2 separate regions of the Mus musculus genome follow, and region 2 is linked to region 1. A link is a contact called in public HiChIP or PLAC-seq data. All regions are on one chromosome and are shown on one strand. Each heading gives the region's core, a stretch centred on a gene start, on an enhancer-like site or on the middle of the called end of the contact. The rest is flanking DNA. Distances are from core to core; before and after follow the strand shown.

Region 1 (6,533 bases), core at 2,193-4,692:
CACCTTTACCTCAAGTGGGACTTCGAAGGCTATTTTTGGAAACAAGGGGAGATACTTTCAAGAGTATTCAGATGATTGTAGAAAGATAAAAACAAATAAATATATTTAATGAGTTATATTACACGTTCATTGTTTAGAATTTAAACCTCAAATCCCATGTAGAAGGCACTAAGTACCAATGGTTGTCTGCGGGGGGCAGGGGTTCATGAAAATCAGAGAGTCACAGACACTGCGCCTGCGTTGTTGTCCATATCATTGATATTCTCATGCTTGGCAGCCTGGAGGAAGGGCTTACACTTGCTACCTACTCATTGGCAAGAAGCGTCTGTTTGGAATCTATTTATTTATGGGCAGCTAGAGGACCTACTGTGGCCTCTTGACCTTTTATTGTGTTTGTTAACATTTTTCCCAGAAATATTCACGAGGAAATACGTTTAAGAAGCCTTACTTCTAGTTAACTACTTGTCCTCCTGGCAGCTTAAATTGCAAGCTTATGATGAGGAGTAGGGAGTGAATCTTAAAACACAGAGTGAAGGCTATAAGTCAGGAGGAAACTGGTAACTTTCTCCTTTCGTTGTACGATCAGTGAATCACCCTCAGTAATAAATGAATACTGTGGACTGCTGTGTTTAGACAACTGAAGAAATCAGGAAGGACTGGAGAGACACTCAGTGGTAAAGAGCACTTGCTGTTCTTTTCTGGGACTGGGATTCAGCTCCCAGCACCCAAATTCAGAGGCTTACAGCCACGTGAAACTCCAATTACAGGGACTCTGATCTCTTCTGGCCTCAGTGGGCAGCTGCATAAACTTGTGCTTGTACACACACACACACACACACACACACACACACACACACACACACATATACACACTAATAAAATATAAAAATAAATTCTGAAAAAAGGAACACAGAGCACTGTCTGCTTTGTTATTGTTTTTCTTTCTGGATCCCTGTATCACCATCTTGCCTCACAGACTGGTGATGGACATCCTACAGACATTTTCCTTATGGAGGACAACATTTTCCTTAGTTTTCTGTCAGTAGTGCCTGCACCAGGTCTGACAATTCTCTTTCAGTGAAAGGTAAAAACAAATCAGGTGGCTACAGTGCAAAGCATTTTCCTCTGATTTTCACAGCTAAAGAGGCCAAAATGAGCATCCTCGAGAAAGAATCATTAGCTCCTCTTAAAATGTGCTAAGAAACCGTGAGTGTGCAAAGTGGATGCGTGCTATCTTTAAAGCAGCAGGAATTTCATCCCACAAATTCACTTACTTTGGGCTTCAGAGTCCTTCCCTACAGACAAACATGATTCCAATAAATATGATCAATATATGTTTATATCATATTACATAATCTATGAGATTTGCCTTTTCTGACTAGAAAACAGCAATCCTCCTGTTCCAAGAGACCTCCAGTTGGAAGCCATGTCTAACAAGCCACAGAACAATGAAAGGAAGAATTATGTAGCACCCCTCTCCTCTTAATTTCCTTTTCATTTCTTTTGCATAGCTATGCTTTTCTTTCTGTTTTTAATAACAAATGGGATGGCTTATGCCAAGTAGTGGTACAGCTTGGTTATATGGTGTACTCAAGACTACTCAGAAGGAGAGAAATCATGCCTAATACTGGAAACCTAGTCAAATACCCTGGGCTAATGAAGTCAGGGATCCGGGAGGAGAACCCACAGTAGCCATTTCGGTTGAATAAATAATATTGTAGCTTCAGCAATTTTAAAGGCCCGTGAACTGAAGTTTGAGCCTTCCAGTTAAGGACTCAAAGTAATGGGAAGGACACAGATGTCTGGTTGTGACAGTAGATGGTAGAGTTTAGCTTGGAAACAGTCACAAAGAAGATGGCAAGAGGAGTGGCTGCATAGTCTTAAAGAAGGCAAGAAAAACCAGCCCAAGTGTTCGGGTAAAGTGTGAGAACATGGGACTACACTGATTATTCTCTTTTTAGGAAAAAAAAACCTGAATTATTGAGCTTTATGTGAAAGATCTCTGTCTTCAAAACTTAAAAAGAACAAAATTCAGAATATCTCCTAGGTTACCCATGGACCCAATTTGAGGTCTAAGCCCTCTTAAGACTAATTGAGCTTAAAACACCTGATGCAAGCCTTCCTCTGTCTTTCATGTATATTTAACATAGAGTGAATAACCAGTAGCATTCTCTGCCACAAAGATCATGGCAAGTATTAAACTCAACTTTTGAGGAAACCGAGAGACTCTATCAAAGGTGGGGGCTTCGAATTAATCTAAATGAGCATACAGATGAAGAAAAGAGATCCTTTAACAGAGAGGGATCACAAGATGGCACCCATATCCTGACTGTAACAGAACTTAATAAATGTAATGAAATATATTTTAAAAAATATTATTGAGGACATGGAACAGAAAAATGGCAGTTACACTCTATGAAAGCATGTTTGGCCACTAGGAAATACATAGCACAGACAAGGACTATGATGTGGCAGTGTATGCTTTCCAAAGCAGGTAGAACTCAGGAACCCTATCTTTTTCAGTAGTTGGATGAGGTTGTAACGGAGCCTGTGGAGGTTTGAATGACAATGGCTACTCACTCTAGAATCATAAGCTTAACTTGTTCCCTAGTTGGTAGAACCGTATGGGAAGAATAAGGAGGGGTGGCCTTGCTGGAGGAGGGGTTATTCCCTGCTTCCTGCTTGTGATTTTGATATGAGCTATCAGTCTTTCCTGTTGTGATGCCTTAATTCCTCCATCATGAATTCTAACCCTCTTAAATGGTAAGCCTAATTAAATTCTTCATTTTATAAGTTATCTTGGTCTTGGTGTTTTATCATAGCAATGTAGCTATGTAACTAAGGCAGTATCTTAGATTTCTTTCTGATTTTTAAATCAATTAGATATAGCACTTTGGGAAGTCAAAAGCTGTTGCTCATGTTACAATGGCAGAGTACTAATCTGAGGAAGCTCTGACTTTGTTTATACTCTCCAATAATGGACGGTAAACAAGTAATGAGATCTCAAACAGAGCAAATTCTCTAAAATGAACAGGAAGTTTAGTGTGACAGCAGATGTCTGGCACACGTTTCCTAAGTTTGAAACTTAAGCCTAGCAATGGATGGATAAAGAATCCATCCCACTTTCATAGAGACTGTTCTAGTTTCTGTCTTCCTGACAGTTAGGTGAAATCAATTTATCCATAATAAGAACAATATCTCAAAAATAAAACTAAACAAAACCAATCTATCAGTAGAGACATATATAGTCATTAAATTATATTCCATGTTCCCTCTAACAAATTCTTCATGGCTTCATTTTTTAATGATGAAGAAATTGACCCTGGAACGGGATCCAACCACAGCAGATGCATTTACAAGAAAACACAGAGGCTTCAGTGTAGGCTGCGTGTGGTGCAGAAGGCAGGAAACATCTGTGAGCACAGGAGAACTGTGGAGCTGTGGTTGGCTGACTCTGCCAGCTTTCCATGGGGTCTCATTCACTGCAGCCTGACGAAGAGTCTTTATTATGTACCACTTCATATGGACCACATAGTGGTGGGCCTCCCCACCCTGGCCAGATGCCTAGTTGCGACAGCTCTGCCATGGTTTCTAGGCAAGTCCTGGTGAATATTCTCACCCACAGTTCATCTGGATTCTCATGAGAATCTTGAGACTGAATGGTTGAAAATCAGTTTAGACACACATTTCTCCTCCTAGTATAGTTAACAATCATGTATTATTGAAATAAAACTGTCTCAGATACATAATATTAAATTCTCAAGATTTCCATACCTAATTCCTTCCAAAAAATTAAAAACAAAACTCAGTATGAAAAAAATATTAAAAATAAAGATTTTTATCAAAAATAAACATACTTTCCCTTAAAAATGTTCTTCTCGTTTTCCTTTTAGGCAATGTTAAATTTTAGTTAGGCCACAACAGACTTCAGTGGAAAGAGTAATAGAACATTATCTAGGATACTACACACACCTGTTTTCAGGTACATGTGTAAATGCAAAGCAGAATTTATGGAGTCATTTGTATAGCACATGGTAGACAAAGGCAAATTAAATATGCACACTCTTAAGATTTAAATCTTTACAATCCTAGGAGCTCATAGGTGCCTTACGTTGCAGGGATGTTTATATACATTCACCAAAAGCATTATTTTTGCCTTATTTTACTTTTCCTCAATTGAATTTTCTTCTCCCTTTCTCTTTGTGTCCCTTTTTCCTGTCCTCCTCTCTCTATCTCCTCCTCTGCTCCTCTTCCTGGCTCTTGCATTTCTTGAGCAACTGCTGTACCTTGGAGACTGAGTGAGGTGCTGATGCTAGAGCATGGGGAAAGATGCTCATTCAGCCTTTCAGCAGCTGGCAGCTTGGAGAGTGATGCTGATGCACAAATAAAAGAAAACTTAAAACGAGTAAGAGGCAGATTGCAACAGAGGTATGGAGAGAAACATCCCAGGGAAGAAATGCCACAGTGCCACTTAGGAGAAGTAGTAGCAATTTATAAAGAAAACGTAGCTATTATTATAAACTACAAGATAGAGAAAGAGCAGTTCAGATTAAAGTAAGTTAAGTGTAGCTGTTGCTGGTGGCACATGCCTTTGATCCCAGCACTTGGGAAGCAGAGGCAGGTGGATCTCTGTTAGTATGAGGCCAGTCTGGTTCACAGAGCAAGTTCCAGGATATCTAAGGCCACTCAGAGAAACCCTGTCAAAAGGAAAACAAAAAACAAAAAACAAACAAACAAACAAACAAAATGGGGGAGGGGGCAAAGGTAAGTATGTGTAAGAGATTGTCTCCTTATCAATAAATGTGGGTTTTCCCAAGGCTTGATTCTTTTACCCCACGACTCTGTTTTTCCTGGAGATGCTCCTGTCGGAAGCTCTTCAAGTTTCTGCACAAGAACCATATTGGATGCTGGAAATTTCTAAATTTATCTTTTGGCAGCTGAGTGAGTTTTTCCTCCTTTTCCTCATTGGGAAAAAAAATTGGACCTCATTGAGAGATTTTTTTTGGAGTCATACCAAATTATTTAAAGCATACTAAAATTAGTTAACATCCCAGACACAGTCTCTCTCATCCATAGATGGGTCTATCTACAGACTCCTGTCAGTATTCAGGAACTTGCATGCAGGGACCATTCCCACCACCTCATGTGCCTATACTATTAGTGAAGACAGCATGATCTCAGCTGCAAACACAGCATGGCTGGATAACATGTAGAAGCTGAGTAGAAGTTGCCGATGCATGCCCCAACCCTGCCCAGCTCCAGGAAAAGCTTTCAATACCGGATATCTAGTAATTAGACCCCAGATGCCAACATCTCACTTGCTATCACTGCAACTCTCTCACTTGCAACTCACTGATGAGATAATTAAGCCCATTCTGTCACTCTCCTGGGAGAGGCTGCCCTCCCCTGTTTTCCCTGGTAGGGGAGGATATGGATAGCCATCAGTATGGCCCAATATAAATTTATGAAATTAGAACTTTGTGTGATTCTTTTGCATATTCATTGTTACTTGGTTGCAATCTTCTTAAGTATAAACTTTGTAGACAATAGCACCATGTTGTAGTGTCAAAGAGTTCGACACACCTGCTAGATGATGCCCTCTGTGACCTTTTCCTTTGCCAGCTTTGTTTTGCATCCTTTATTTGCAATGAATCATAACCATAAAGATGGCCATGTGCTGAGTTCTGTGAGGTTTCCTAGCAAGTCTTAGAAGCAGAGGCAGTCTGTAAACTCCCATCTTATACATGCGAAGTGTGTTTAGATAAATGCCATGCACATAAGAATTAACGAACATCAGCTGGGTTTATTGTACATTTGTCTTCTGAAATGAGCACCTTCTAGCTCTAAGATTCACTTTTACATTGATATCCAAGCTCCAACCTGCATTTTATCACTTTTCTTAACTCTAAATTCCTTGATTCAGTGCCCTGTATGACACCTATACTTAAGTTTCTGATGGCCATCTCACACTGGAGCTGTAGAAAAGAGAATTCAGAGTTTATGCTGCAAAAATCAGGAAGTATAATTGAACTGCATCAGTGCTCTTTGTGAGAATTGTTAATGTCGTCACCACCATCCTGCTACTCAGACTCTGATGTTGCTTTCCTTCTCCTCAGGACCAATTTAAGGATAAGAATTATCCTGGCCAACATTATGTTGCTATGATTAAATAATCTAACAAAAGAAATTAAGGGACAAAGTGTCTATTCTAGATCACAGTTCAAGGGAACATCTATCATGACCAGGAAGCTACAGTATAGAAACTTGAAGCCGCTTTCCATAGCTCATCACATTGACAATCATGAAGCAAAGAAATTGAGTATGTCCTGCTACTCAGTTCTGCTTATCATTGAATAGTATGTCAACCAGGGCATTGTGATCTCAATAGTGGGATAGTGGGTGTGTTCCTACCTTAACTCATGTAATAAAGATATGCCTGCATTCTCATCAATCCAGAGATGCTAGGTTCTGTTATGCGACACTAGCCATCAAAATGCCACCCTTGACAACTTGCTAGTTAAATATTACTTCTA
Region 2 (6,533 bases), core at 1,398-3,897, 320 kb after region 1:
ATCTGACCGTCAAAAGAGAAAATTGGGACTTACGTTTTGATTTACAATTGTATTGTTTTCCAATAACCCATTTTAAAAACTTTATAAATTTATAAATAATTTTATTTTATGTGTATGTGAGTGTGCATATATAAATATTTGTGTGTGTGTGTTTGTGTGTGTATGAGAGAGAGAGAGAGAGAGAGGGAGAGAGAGAGAGAGAGAGAGTTCTCTCCACTCTATGATCCACTCTATGATCTGCGGATTGAATTCAAGTCATCAGGCCTGTGTCACTAGTACCTCTACTTGCTGAGCAGTATGGTAAGGCCTTTTTTCAATTGTGTGTTTAAAATATCAATTGATGACCTTAAATACACTGGAGGCTCTGCCAGATGCTGACCAATACAGATGTGGAAGCTCACAGACAAACATCAGACTAAGCACAGGGACCCCAATGGAGGGATTAGGGAAAGGACTGAAGGAGTTGAAGAGGCCTTATCTGGCAACAATGGGAGGGGAGGCCCTGGTTCTGTGAAGGCTCGACGCCCTAATGTAGAGAAATGCTAGGGCAGTGAGGCAGGAGTGGGTAGGTGAGTTGGGGAGCACCCTCAGAGAAGCAGGGTAAAGGGGGATGGAATAGGAGGGTTGCAGATGGAAACCCGGAGAGGGGATAACATTTGAAATGTAAATAAATAAAATATCCAATTAAAAAAAAAAAAAACGCTGAAGCTTTCTTCATGTTGCTATCTTCAGAATGACTATAGATGTTTGTTCTTTACATAGCATGTCTGTAAAGTAGGGACTGTTTCTTTCAGATGCCACAAACTTTTCTTTTCACTGATCTAATAATACTGGGCAGAAATCCATGAGATTACTTTTATACTGAGTTCATAGGACTGACATTGAGGTTTTATATTAGCCTAGGTAGCTGTCATTTCTGGCTCACTGACAAGCAGGTTTCCTTAGTATTAATGTGAGTTGCACTGAATTAGAGTTATCAGTCTGATATATACTAATCTAGAAATATTTATTAAACATCTATTCAATATTTCGTAATAGCTCAGTCCTCAGCAAGCTTGAAAACCTCACATAAGACAAAGGTAAATCCATTGAGAACAGTTCGTTGAGAGTTTTGGGGGCTGGTATCCCTCAGATGTGATGGAATTCATCTTCATCTGCATGTCCAGGTCATAGCACTGACCATGAACTTCATGCAGACAGGAGCTGATTGATTCAGTGTCCTGTCCAGTGACAGGACATCACAGGACCTACATCGCAAGTGTCAGTTCTTCTTTTGTTTTGTTTTTTTAAAAAATAATCTTGATGGAAGCACTTTTTGAAAATCAAATCAGTCGGGTTGTATGTATTTTAAAAATGGTAAACCTCTCTATGAAAAATTGTGTATTTATGCAAATGTGCTATGAGAATCCTCGTAGTGGAGCAACTCTGAGTCTAGAAACAAGGATCATAGATGATATTTGGTTTCCTCTGAACGTCTGATCTCTAAGACTACATTTACAACTCCCTCTGTGACTTAAGGATGACATCCACCAGTGCCAATTTCAATATTCCCCATCTTTGTAGCAAAGCATTTGATTGTGGCATACAATATGGTAGGTTAATGATTCCTAGACCTTCCTGCATAGAAAAGAGTAATGCTTTAAGAAAAAAATAGAAACAAAGCAGAAAACTGATGTGATCGATAACACAACTACCCCCAATCACCCAGTTTCCTTCCAGTTAACCAAAGTGGAAACTATGAAATACAACCTCAGAAGCAATAGCAACAGCACTTCCTGCCTCTTAGCCTTTCCCAGCCTCAGTCTGTACGTCAGCAAAGTTCTAAGTCTTTCAAAGCTTTCATCTTTTCCTTGCTTTCTAACCTGAGTTTGATCATTTTCTCTGTTATGAAAGATTACATGCTACAGTCATTTCCTTTGGCCATCAATGGGAGGAGAAGCCCTTGGTCTTGCGAAGATTATATGCCCCAGTACAGGGGAATGCCAGGGCCAGGATGCGGGAGTGGGTACGTTGGGGACTTTGGTCAGGGGGAGGGTATAGGAGACGTTCAGAGAGGAAACTAGGAAAGGGGGATAACATTTTAAATGTAAATGAAGAAAATATCGAATAAAAAATAAGAAAGAAAGACAGAAAGAAAAGAAAGAAGGAAGGAAGGAAGGAAGGGAGGGAGGGAGGGAGGGAGGGAGGGAGGGAGGGAGGGAGGGAGGGAGGGAAGAGGAGAAAGAAAGAAAGAAAGAAAGAAAGAAAGAAAGAAAGAAAGAAAGAAAGAAAGAAAGAAAGAGAGAGAGAGAGAGAAAGAAGGAAAGAAAGGGGATGCTGTAAGCAAAGAAAAATTTCCAACATTCTCAATAGATTTAAGAGTTTGAATAAGGAAAAAAGCCAAGAGATCTATTTTATTTGCATTTCTCCTTTATTCTCACTTTCTTTCTATCTTGAGGTATCTCTCTCTCTCTCTTTTTTTTTAACCTAAGTTGATTTCTAACAGGTAAACTTCAGCAGACCTTGACTTCAAGTACGAGAGACTCCTTTCAAAGATACTGTAAGTTTCCTTCACAAATACATGTTTGTAATTGGATCTGTGTCCTTTAGTAATAGTGGATCCAGATGGCTGCTTGTAGAGGAAGCAAGAATTTCCGGCTCTGAGATGGTGCAGTAACAGCCCTCCCCCGACACTCTTAAGTGGGAGGACTGTATGCTTTGAACTTTCTGATTGATTAGGTATTAGAATACTGGTTTAAACAGGCTTCTTTGTCGGGGTATCTACAGCTGGAGCTCTTACTGGGTGCACAGACCCCCATGAGGAAGGTACCAACTGTGATTTTCTTTGGGTACCACAGTTAGCAACCAGTGATTGTTAACTGGCAATCTCTAGTGCATTCATAGCAGACTAGAAGTCATTGACATAAAGTTGAAGGCCCAAGTTTCAACCTATGAACTAATGGATGCTAGGTAAAGTTACCAAACACACAAGGAAATTCAAGATGCAAAGAAAGCTCCACAGTAAACTTTGTACTTGAACTTGCCTCCTAAAAACAACAACAAAATCAAAATATCTCTCTCTCACAACGCCTGTGATATTGGCAAATTATTTATAAAACCCATTATATAAATCATAAGATTGATGTTTAGAATTTGAGACCCCAAGCAGCTGTCCAGTGATGTATCCATTATCTACAGGTACCATCCTCATCTTCTTCCTGAATAACAGGCTACATCAAAATAGAGTAGTAGGAGAATATAAGTCCTAATAAAAACAGTAATGAAAGAACAATAGTAAAGCTTTGTACATTCTGTTTGCACTGAGTTTGGCCACTTAAGACTTTTATTCTCTCTTGCAATTTTGTTCTAAAAGCTCCACATTTTAGTATTTGTGACCTTCTCAATTGAGCAACTGCAAAAGCAGCTTCCTAGAATAGTGTCCTGGATATTTATCTGTGAACTTGACACAGACAAACATATCTAAGAAGAGGGAATCTTAATTGAGGAAATGCCTCCATAGGATTAGCTTATACATAAGTAGGTGGGGATAGTCTCTGAATTGATGACCAGTGTGAGAGGGCCACTCACTCTAAGTGGTGTCACTACTGTGCAGAATGCCTGGCATGGTGTAAGCACACACACTGAGCAAGCCAATGTACATCACTCTTCCTTCTGCTTCAGTTTTAGCTTTGAGTTCCTGCCCTGGCCTCCATCAAGGACTGATGTGAAACTAGAAGTTGAAAGTTGCCTTTGGTCATGGTGTTTTATCACATCAATAAAACCCTGAGACAAAAAATATTTTCAGTCTTTTCTTTGGAAATGAAATACATTGAGGGAATATAGGAGTCCAACAGAGAAGTACCTGGAGGAGGAGGAGAAAGGAGTAAATTAATGGGATAATCCTATTCATTGGGAGCTAGGCACAGGAAATCCTTTTATGACAGTATGTCGAAGAACAAGGTGGTCTCACTAAGGAGAAAGGAAGCTGGAATGTGGCCCACCTCCTCTTTACATGGAATAACCAAGGAGAAACCCACATAAAACTGACACACACAGAGAGAAGCAGACATGCTGAATGGGGGAAGCCCTATAGGGATAAGAGAGTAAAAAGGGTACCAATAGCATTTCCTATAAATAATCAGAAATAGATCTGACACTAAGGGCATTCTGATGTGCAGGGTGTGTACCCATGCCAAATGTATAGCATACTAAAGGACGTTTGGACTGCTATGAGATGTAGAACAACCAAGAGACACTGAAATTGTTTATTCCCCTTGCTTAGGTGGTGGTATTTGATGTGTGTATGTGTGATGTTTTCACGTATATAGCATTTCTTTTTATGTGCATAAACACCAACGCCACACATGTAGCACATGCCAATGCCACACATGTAGCACATGTAGCACACATGTAGCGGTTGTAGAAGGACTTTGTGATGTTCTTCTCTATCACTCTCTACCTTTTTCACTTGACACAATGTTTCTCATTAACCTACAGCTATTTTTCATGCAGGTATGGAGTCAGTAAGCTAGAGATCCTTCTGCCGTATACACACACACACACACACACAGACACACACACAGAGACACAGACACACAGACACACACACACACACACACACACACACACACACACACACACAAACCCTCCAATGCCAGAGCCACAGGCATGCACAGCCACTCAAAGCTTTGATGGTGTTGTTTACTGTCACATGAATGGAGGAGATCCAAACTCACGACCTCATGTTTACACAGAAAATGTTCTTATCCACTGAACCATGTGCCAAGCCTCTAGGGATAAATTTTAAAATCAAAATTAATAATGTTTATATATGTCAAATCTCCTGAAACTACAAAGTTATAGTTTCACACCTGAAACCACCAACTAAACTTAAAATTACAGATGCTGGCTCACTGACGTTTTATAAAACCATAGAATTAAGTGTGTGTGTGTTTATATTTCCTCTCAAATTATAATGAACATACTTTATTATAAATTATTAATGTCTTATACAGTAAGAATGATCATAATTTCTCATGCCATACTTCAAATGGTGAGAGACAGTCTGGCATAATGTTAAGGTCAAGTATGATGGGACTGTCAGCCAGGGACTCAGTTTCTACTGAGAACTACATCAACTCAACATAATAGGATCAGTCCGTATGTAATTGCTCATTCATACTGTAATATACAATGCACTCAAGGATGTTTTCCTAAGTGTGTCTAACTTCAAGGACTTCTATGAAATCTAGCAGAATTTCCCATAAAGTAGGTAGGTTATATGTCATGGCGACTCAACTTACAAAGGGTATAGAAATCATGAGCTATGAAAGCCATACTCCATGACGTCATTAGCATAAATGCCTGGCACACTTAAAACGATTTCAGTAAAAGCAACAGCAGATCATTCTTTACACGAAGATATCACTCTTTTTTTTTTTTATCATATGATAATGTCACTACTATTCCTTAAAAGAACAATGATTTCTCCTAAAAACAATGCACATTGTCAGACGACTGCTGGGAGAAGTTCGCTATCCTGTACATTTTTTGTGCAATAGGTTTTAATTGCAGAAATAAAATATGTTATAAAAATTGAATCAGGAAATGTCATTGCTGACCTCTATGAGGGGCTGTCTCTAATTTTAACTCAGAGTCATACATGAAAACACATGTGATCTTTCTCACATTTTTATTATATTTCTCTGTGTGTGTGTGTGTGTGTGTGTGTGTGTGTGCATGCATGTGTGTGCCACAGCAAGCATGTAGAAGTCAGAGGGCACCTTGCAATATTCAGGTCTCTCTTTGATTATTCTGAGGATCAAACTCAGTATGTCATATTTAGTCATATTTTGGTGCACATGTTTAGCCCTCTGAGCCATCCCCTGCTACTCATGCTAATACAATCATCTTTTAGAGACTTCTTACTGTATATCCAATATGGTCTCTAATACTATCTTCTGTAATATTCATGCTGTAACAAATGTACTTTACCTCATTTTCCAAGTTCACAATTATTTCCTAGGTAACTCTCAATCATTAAAGTTTGTCCAACTCAATCTACAAGAATATCACTGCAGGGCAATAGCTTCCTTTGGAACACAGACACACACACAGACACACAGACACACAGACACACACACACACAGAGATAGATAGACAGAGAGACAGAGACAGAGAGAGACAGAGAGTCACAGGCATGATTGTAATTGCCAAGTGTTTCAGGCCTACCCTCTGAACTTAAAAATCATATAAAGACCACTTAGAACTCAGACTTCAATCTTCACATACCTTAGAATGTATAAAAAGATAGTCAACATTTAAAAGCTACCTCAGAAGAGATGGATTTTTGCTGGTGTTTTAAATAGATTAAGGTGATTTATCTGAAATCTAGTATTTTGTTTCCACTAACTATAATTTACACATTACAGAATTCCTGGTGGGATATTAGAGACCTATATATGAGCACCTGTACATGGCACCATTTAATTTTATGGCAATCCACTCCACATCTTCGTCACCTTTCAGTCAAATCAGAGCTCATGAATCAGTAA

What was found. HiChIP or PLAC-seq counts read pairs in DNA pulled down with a chosen protein or histone mark.
Region 2: a RAD21 HiChIP or PLAC-seq map of pro-B cells shows a contact between it and region 1, with 10 times the contacts expected there. The contact joins two enhancer-like sites. A contact is called at or near these places in 2 of 15 datasets of contacts at CTCF or cohesin (CD8 T cells and pro-B cells), 1 of 484 Hi-C or Micro-C datasets (bone marrow-derived macrophages) and 1 of 115 datasets of contacts at active chromatin or transcription factors (CD8 T cells).

The regions. Positions count from the first base shown.
Region 1 is chr16:51,348,874-51,355,406 of GRCm38.p6, forward strand. No RefSeq gene overlaps it. Among named protein-coding and RNA genes, the nearest start is that of Gm32431, 300 kb to the left of the region's middle. Within about 2 kb of position 3,443, at least 33 of the 459 cell types and tissues checked have an H3K27ac peak or open chromatin away from gene starts, as enhancers often do. A contact at or near this core is called in pro-B cells, where this site is marked.
Region 2 is chr16:51,673,519-51,680,051 of GRCm38.p6, forward strand. No RefSeq gene overlaps it. Among named protein-coding and RNA genes, the nearest start is that of Gm29686, 310 kb to the right of the region's middle. Within about 2 kb of position 2,648, at least 36 of the 459 cell types and tissues checked have an H3K27ac peak or open chromatin away from gene starts, as enhancers often do. A contact at or near this core is called in pro-B cells, where this site is marked.